Regions from separate parts of the Mus musculus genome. Here region 2 is linked to region 1. Evidence: chromatin contacts called from public HiChIP or PLAC-seq data. All regions are on one chromosome and are shown on one strand. The core of a region is the stretch at or near the end of the contact, and the rest is flanking DNA. Distances in the headings are between cores, read along the strand shown.

The links. HiChIP or PLAC-seq counts read pairs in DNA pulled down with a chosen protein or histone mark.
Region 2: a CTCF HiChIP or PLAC-seq map of CD8 T cells shows a contact between it and region 1, with 7 read pairs. The contact joins two enhancer-like sites. A contact is called at or near these places in 1 of 15 datasets of contacts at CTCF or cohesin (CD8 T cells) and 1 of 115 datasets of contacts at active chromatin or transcription factors (CD8 T cells).

Annotation. Positions count from the first base shown.
Region 1 is chr8:81,490,043-81,493,016 of GRCm38.p6, reverse strand. All of the region lies in intron 2 of Inpp4b (inositol polyphosphate-4-phosphatase, type II), which reads right to left. Among named protein-coding and RNA genes, the nearest start is that of Gm51582, 150 kb to the right of the region's middle. Within about 2 kb of position 1,481, at least 24 of the 459 cell types and tissues checked have an H3K27ac peak or open chromatin away from gene starts, as enhancers often do. A contact at or near this core is called in CD8 T cells, where this site is marked.
Region 2 is chr8:81,584,834-81,587,807 of GRCm38.p6, reverse strand. All of the region lies in intron 2 of Inpp4b (inositol polyphosphate-4-phosphatase, type II), which reads right to left. Among named protein-coding and RNA genes, the nearest start is that of Gm51582, 240 kb to the right of the region's middle. Within about 2 kb of position 1,382, at least 9 of the 459 cell types and tissues checked have an H3K27ac peak or open chromatin away from gene starts, as enhancers often do. A contact at or near this core is called in CD8 T cells, where this site is marked.

The DNA of each region.
Region 1 (2,974 bases), core at 232-2,731:
ACTAAAGCTTACCATCCCAGATGCCTTTTTAGGACACTTTTTATAAGCATGCTTAATGCTTACTACTTTACTTTTGGCTCTCCAATCATGAACCCAAAATAGTAAGTAATAGTAAGTCCCAATATGTGGGCAAAGGATACATTTTCCACTTTTTTTTCCCTAAAAGCAAAGCAAAGAACAAAAATTGAACTTCTGTAGCATTTTGCTACTGTTGAATAAAATCTGAAATATTATGAATAAAATACTAGGGAGGAAAAAAAACAAATTTATGAGTGTTGTATGTTTTGGGTAGGTTGCCAATTTGTGGCCTTCGCTTTAAAACAAAAGGAAAAGGCAAGATTTGAATCTGCAAATTGACAACTGCTCACCTATCAATAGCCAAGTCCTGATCTCCCAGCAGCACACCCACTCAGACTAGCCCAAATCTTCAGTAACCTCTTTTATCATACATGCTCAGGGTGAGAGGTCCTTCCAAAGCCAAACAGAAAGCCCTTGTCTTCTCATTGTCAGTCAACAAACCTAGCTCTGTGTGGAACTACCCAATCTCAAAGGAGCACTGCTTGCATCCACTCTGTTCCTCAGAGATCTCTATTTTCACCTTCCTACTGAAACCTGACAGATCTATCCTGTAGCACAGAAGATTGATATCTGATCTTACAATACTTTCCTCTGTTCACTGTTTAAATTTTATTGTCCATTCTGCTTTAAAATCCTTACAATTCTATTAATGCAGACTTTCAGCCCAAGAAGAAATTGCTTTCATTAGTTTATGCTGATTTTCTGCCTTTCAAAAATATATCACTAAATGCCATTTTTGTATTTGATGTCTATTCTTCCATAATATATGCCAACTCCTATTCAAGAAAGATCCATTCTATATTTCATCTGAGGACCAAGCTCCCCAGTACAGTTATCCTGTGCCTGATCACAGATCAAAGGTTACAGATCAAATATTAGACATCACAGAGACAGAATAAAATCAAAACAGGGAGACACCCATGTCGTTTTGTTGGCAGGAAATGATTTCTTATGAACACAATGTGACTGTAACTGTACATCAAGGGCAAATCTTTTTTTTCTACTTTTTTCTTTGTGTTACAGATAAATCTCATGATCGTGCACATGCTAACCACTCTCTGTACAACTGTGCTACCACGAAGAGTATAAATCCCACACATGAAGAAAGGATGATGTGTCTAAAAGTTTGATCATAATGTCCAAAATATGATGCCAGCCCTTCTGGTTGAGTATGAGCTTATAGGTGGCAATTCTTTAGTCAACTGTTGTGTATGAAATTGTTGGAAATTATAAATCAATATTAGAGATAGAGTCAGAATCAATTTATCTGTTGTTGGCAAGCATTTTTAAAAATATATTATATGAGGGAGATGAAGAATGTTGGCATACACTATACACATGAGAACTCATTAAGTCACAAAGCAGCTCTGGTGGTACAGGATGCTGTCTGTGCACATGTGCAGATCACTGGAGGAAATGTACATCTCACTGTGGATTATGATAACAACTTTGACTGTTGTGTCAGTATCTATCAGGCTTCCTGAAAGGGCAATCCATATCTTCACTGTGTACTTCTCCATTTTTCAGATGTTCAGCTTCAGCAACCAGCCAAAGCTGCCTTGATGAGGCCACTGATGGCCTCCTGCCTGTCAAATGTGGTGCACCCCTCTTGGGCACATTCCTGCTAAGTTCTCTGTAGTGTTGAACATTACCCAGACCCCTATAAGCTTGAATAATCTTTGCTTCTCTGGCTTCACTCTCTAATGAATCGTTCTGCCTTCCCAAGGTTTCTCTGTGTTTTTATTTGTTTCCCGGTTCCCTGCCCTGAATCTGACCTCAGAACTTGTGCAGAACAGCTGCAGCCTTTGAGATGTTACAGATCTGCTAGGTCACCATCTCTGCCATGTGTCACCTCCAGTTTGACTAACCTAACCCTATCCACCACCATCTCATGTGAAGATTATTGCAATGGACTTGTTTTTTTTCCTCTGTCTGAACTCAGAGCTGGCATACATGACCCACAGTCCTGGTAAAGAGAAAATTCAATTGGCCCATCCATTTGATCAGACCACTCACTGACCTCTTCAGGTCTTTGCTTAAACAGCATCTGACTGGCGACTTCCAGGCCTGCCAATTTAAATATGAAACTTCACCCTGCCACAGATGCCCTGCCTCCCTCCTTCCCTTGCTTTTCTCTATAGCTCTTTTCTAGAGTGATAGACATTTGTTTACCATCTGTCTCTTCTTAGTATGACATAAAATCCAGCAGAGAAGGGATTTCTCTCTGTTTTGTAGGCTGCTGTATCCCAGCATCTAGAGTTAATGGCCCATAGAGAGAGGCCGAAGGCGTTTATTAAAAGAAAGGATGACTATAGCTAATCATGACTTCTTCTTCCTATCATAGTAGGCCTGAGAGCTCACATGGGTGTGACTGCAGTCCATGTACTTCTGTCTTTATGATAGGTTTTTAAGACAAATGTCTAGCCATTGCTGTTGTCTGTATGGGTCCTATCTAGTTTCATACAGTGAAACTTAACTACCAACATGATGGGTTTAAGGAAGGTCTTTTGGGAACATGAGAATAAGACCTCCTGGTGATCAGAACTAATGGTCCCATTAGAAAGGGGGCTAGAGGCAACTATTTGACATTCTCCCCTTCTATTGCTTGAGGAAAAAATAAGGCCAGTCCTTCACCATACTGAATCCTAGTAACTGTCTTGAGCATCTAGCTTTCAGAGACATTCCTGTTACCCAGTATAAGGCTTTCTCTTATAATAGAAATGATGCACTAAAATGGTCATTAAGCAAATGCAGGAATTGGCAGTCAGTGCTTTCTGGGAGAGGAGTGTTGCTTGCTTTAGTACTGTGGTCACAGATGAATGTCTCTTGTTCCACTGAATAACTTCTTCTCCATGCTTGAAAAAGTAACCTTAATTAAACTCACTGGACCACACAC
Region 2 (2,974 bases), core at 133-2,632, 95 kb before region 1:
ATTTCAACTTCCTATCTGTGAATACACTGTGGTTCTTCAGAGCTGTCACAGTTTTTGAGAAATATTGCACCAGTCAGTTTGCAACTGGGTTCATCTGCATACAACCTGTTTAAAATAATTTGTCCACCTTGACTATGATTCTTGGCATTATCGTGAGAAACTAACTCTTGGGGAGAAATCTTAGTTCTCTGGGTTTTCAATTCTGAGGAAGCATCATATCATGGTCCCTTGTAACTGAAAATAAAATGTCCTATGGTCTACCTCAACTAGAAAGGCAGGGCGGTGGAGAGCCAGAGGGATGGAGACAATGACTGCAGTGTTGCTAAATCTAATGTGCTAGACATTGTGCTGGGCTGTTTTCACCCATTTAATAAAATTGATTGGTTTAATTGATTGGCCAAAACAAAGTCTGCATGGTTTCTTTGACTCCTGGAACTTACAGAAGAGTAGAGGAGATAGAAGGATGGGTGCTAACTTTATATGCCCCAGTACAGGGGAACGCCAGGGCCAAAAAGGGGGAGTGGGTGGGTAGGGGAGTGGGGGTGGGTGGGTATGGGGGACTTTTGGTATAACATTGGAAATGTAAATGAGCTAAATACCTAATAAAAAATGGGAAAAAAAGAAAAAAAAACAAAACAAAAAAAAAAACCAAGAAAGCAAATACGCAGAAATCGCAACTGTAATGTGAAGTACCAATATAGTGAAGGTAAATACACGTTGGAAAGAGTGGCTGTCTTCACTATTTCTTCTGCCTCTCTGAGGAAACATAATGCAAAGTCCCAAAGCAAGTCAAAGAAGCACAATTTAGTATGCTTGAAGACCTGGAAATGGGGAACAGAAAGCCACAGAGGGCTGGATGAAAGGAGGCCAGCTCTTGCAAATGTCAACAAGTACCAAAGCAGGCAAGGCGGTAGTATAGTGGTCAGCGGGTGATGTATTAGTGAAATTCTAGTCCTGCACTTACTATGTTAATTAAAAATCAACTGGGAGGCAGTGAGTGGGATGTAAAGTGAATAATTTTGTTTAAAAGTGACATCATAAATAAAAAAAATGTGCAGCATTAAAAATTAAAGGAAAAAATCATACAGCAAAATTAACCAGAGACGGTGAACCTCAAAGAACTTCTCTATAGTTAGAGTAACCACTTGAAACAAAAACTGTGAATTTTCTCATCGGAGCTTATGCTTTCATTATCAAATATTTTTATGTTCTTAAAAAGCAATTCAACTGTGTGGCTTCACATTTAACAAGAGTTGGCACATTTGTAGGTTGAAGACAGAATGGGTAAATAGTGTTGAGTGTTTTTACCTGTCACTGTGTGAACTTGACAAACATCAGCAATGGTGACATGAAACTACTACTCCCCCCAACCCTGTGTGTGTGTGTGTGCATGTGAGAAAGACAAACAGACAGATACAAAGACTGCAAAGGAAGGAGGAATGGGTGGACATACAGACAAAGACAGATTTCAGAAAATCTTGTCAAAATCATTTAATCCACATCTTATAAACTTTGGGCTTCTAGAAAAGCATATAATGGGGCTATTTCATATTTTTCATAGTTTATGTGGTTTCTGCATATAGAGTCATGAAGAATATTATATGGATTTTCTCCAGGTTTAAGACATTCCATAATTGTAAAATATTACATATTTTATTCTTAAATCAAAAAATAATTCAGGGATCTTTCTCTCACTTTATCACTGTGAAATTAATGTGGAAAAAAATCTAAAGAGTAAGCCTAAAGAAATGAGAGCAGAGGAAAAGCCATCTTATTGAGGAAACACAAGCATACTTCCTCTTTAAAGAGAGGATGTGATATGTGAGGGGTTGTGTTTTATATTCCTCAAAGACCTTCAGGGACTTAGCCCTGAAGTTCCGGGCTTTACAAAGAAAAGCAGCAGAGAGTGTCAGTTATCTCTCAGATCCAGCTTTGCGAGCCCTCCTGGAAATCAAGGGCAACCAAACAGACTACCAAGCCATTGTCAGATTAATAGGTTATTGATGGGCACGCTATCTTTGAAATCATCAAATTCAGTGGACAGCCATGCTCCATGGAATTTAGGTCAATAAGAAAGAGAAAAGCACTCTTATTTCCATAGCTGTTGTTTCTAATTATACACCTTCCTTCAAATTACCTAATAAGAAATCCTTCAAACGATCAATTGTTTGTTTGTGTTATATACATATAGTAGTGACAGATACCCATTTTTGTTTCAATAAGATTGTTCCAGAGTCTTATAGTCACAGACCTGGTCCTGAGTTTCTGGCAGTTGATGGACATAGATGTCATGTACCCACACGATGGTACCGAAGGAGGACCAGAGAGATGTCTCATCAGTTAAAGGTACTGTCCACCAAATCTGACCTCAGGCCTCACACAGAGGAAGAAGAGAATTGACTCCTACCAGCAAGTTGTCTCTGACATCCCTATTCACGCCATGCCACACATGCATCCATGCATGCAAACAAGCAGACATGCAACTGCGATAAGTAAATGGATATCATTTAAATTTATTTAATAAAAGAAATGACTGGCAGTAATGGAGGCCTGAGAGAATCGTGGCCTTCAGCAATTGTGTTGGAATGGAAGGATATCAATTAAACTAAGAAAATGTCTACTTTAAAAGACCATATGGTAAAACAGTGCATTGTGGGAGCCCATGGCCATGACCCCAGCCATTTGTATCGTGTCCAGGCTGTCTCTTTTCCCAAATACTTTGCTCTTCCTGGGAAGGGCTTAGTGGTCTTGCCCACCTCTCCACTCATCTTCTTAATCTGCAGAAAACATAATCATCTAATGGGAAAACAATAAATCTAATGGCAGATTGCTATAAATCATAAGAAGGCTGATGTTATAAAATTATAAATTGGTTTTTAAAGGCCTGGGATTGGACCAATTATTCTTATTAAAGCTGCCAAGCAAAGCCACAAAGATATATGAGAGGAGAGACCATGCAGGCAGCTTCATATTT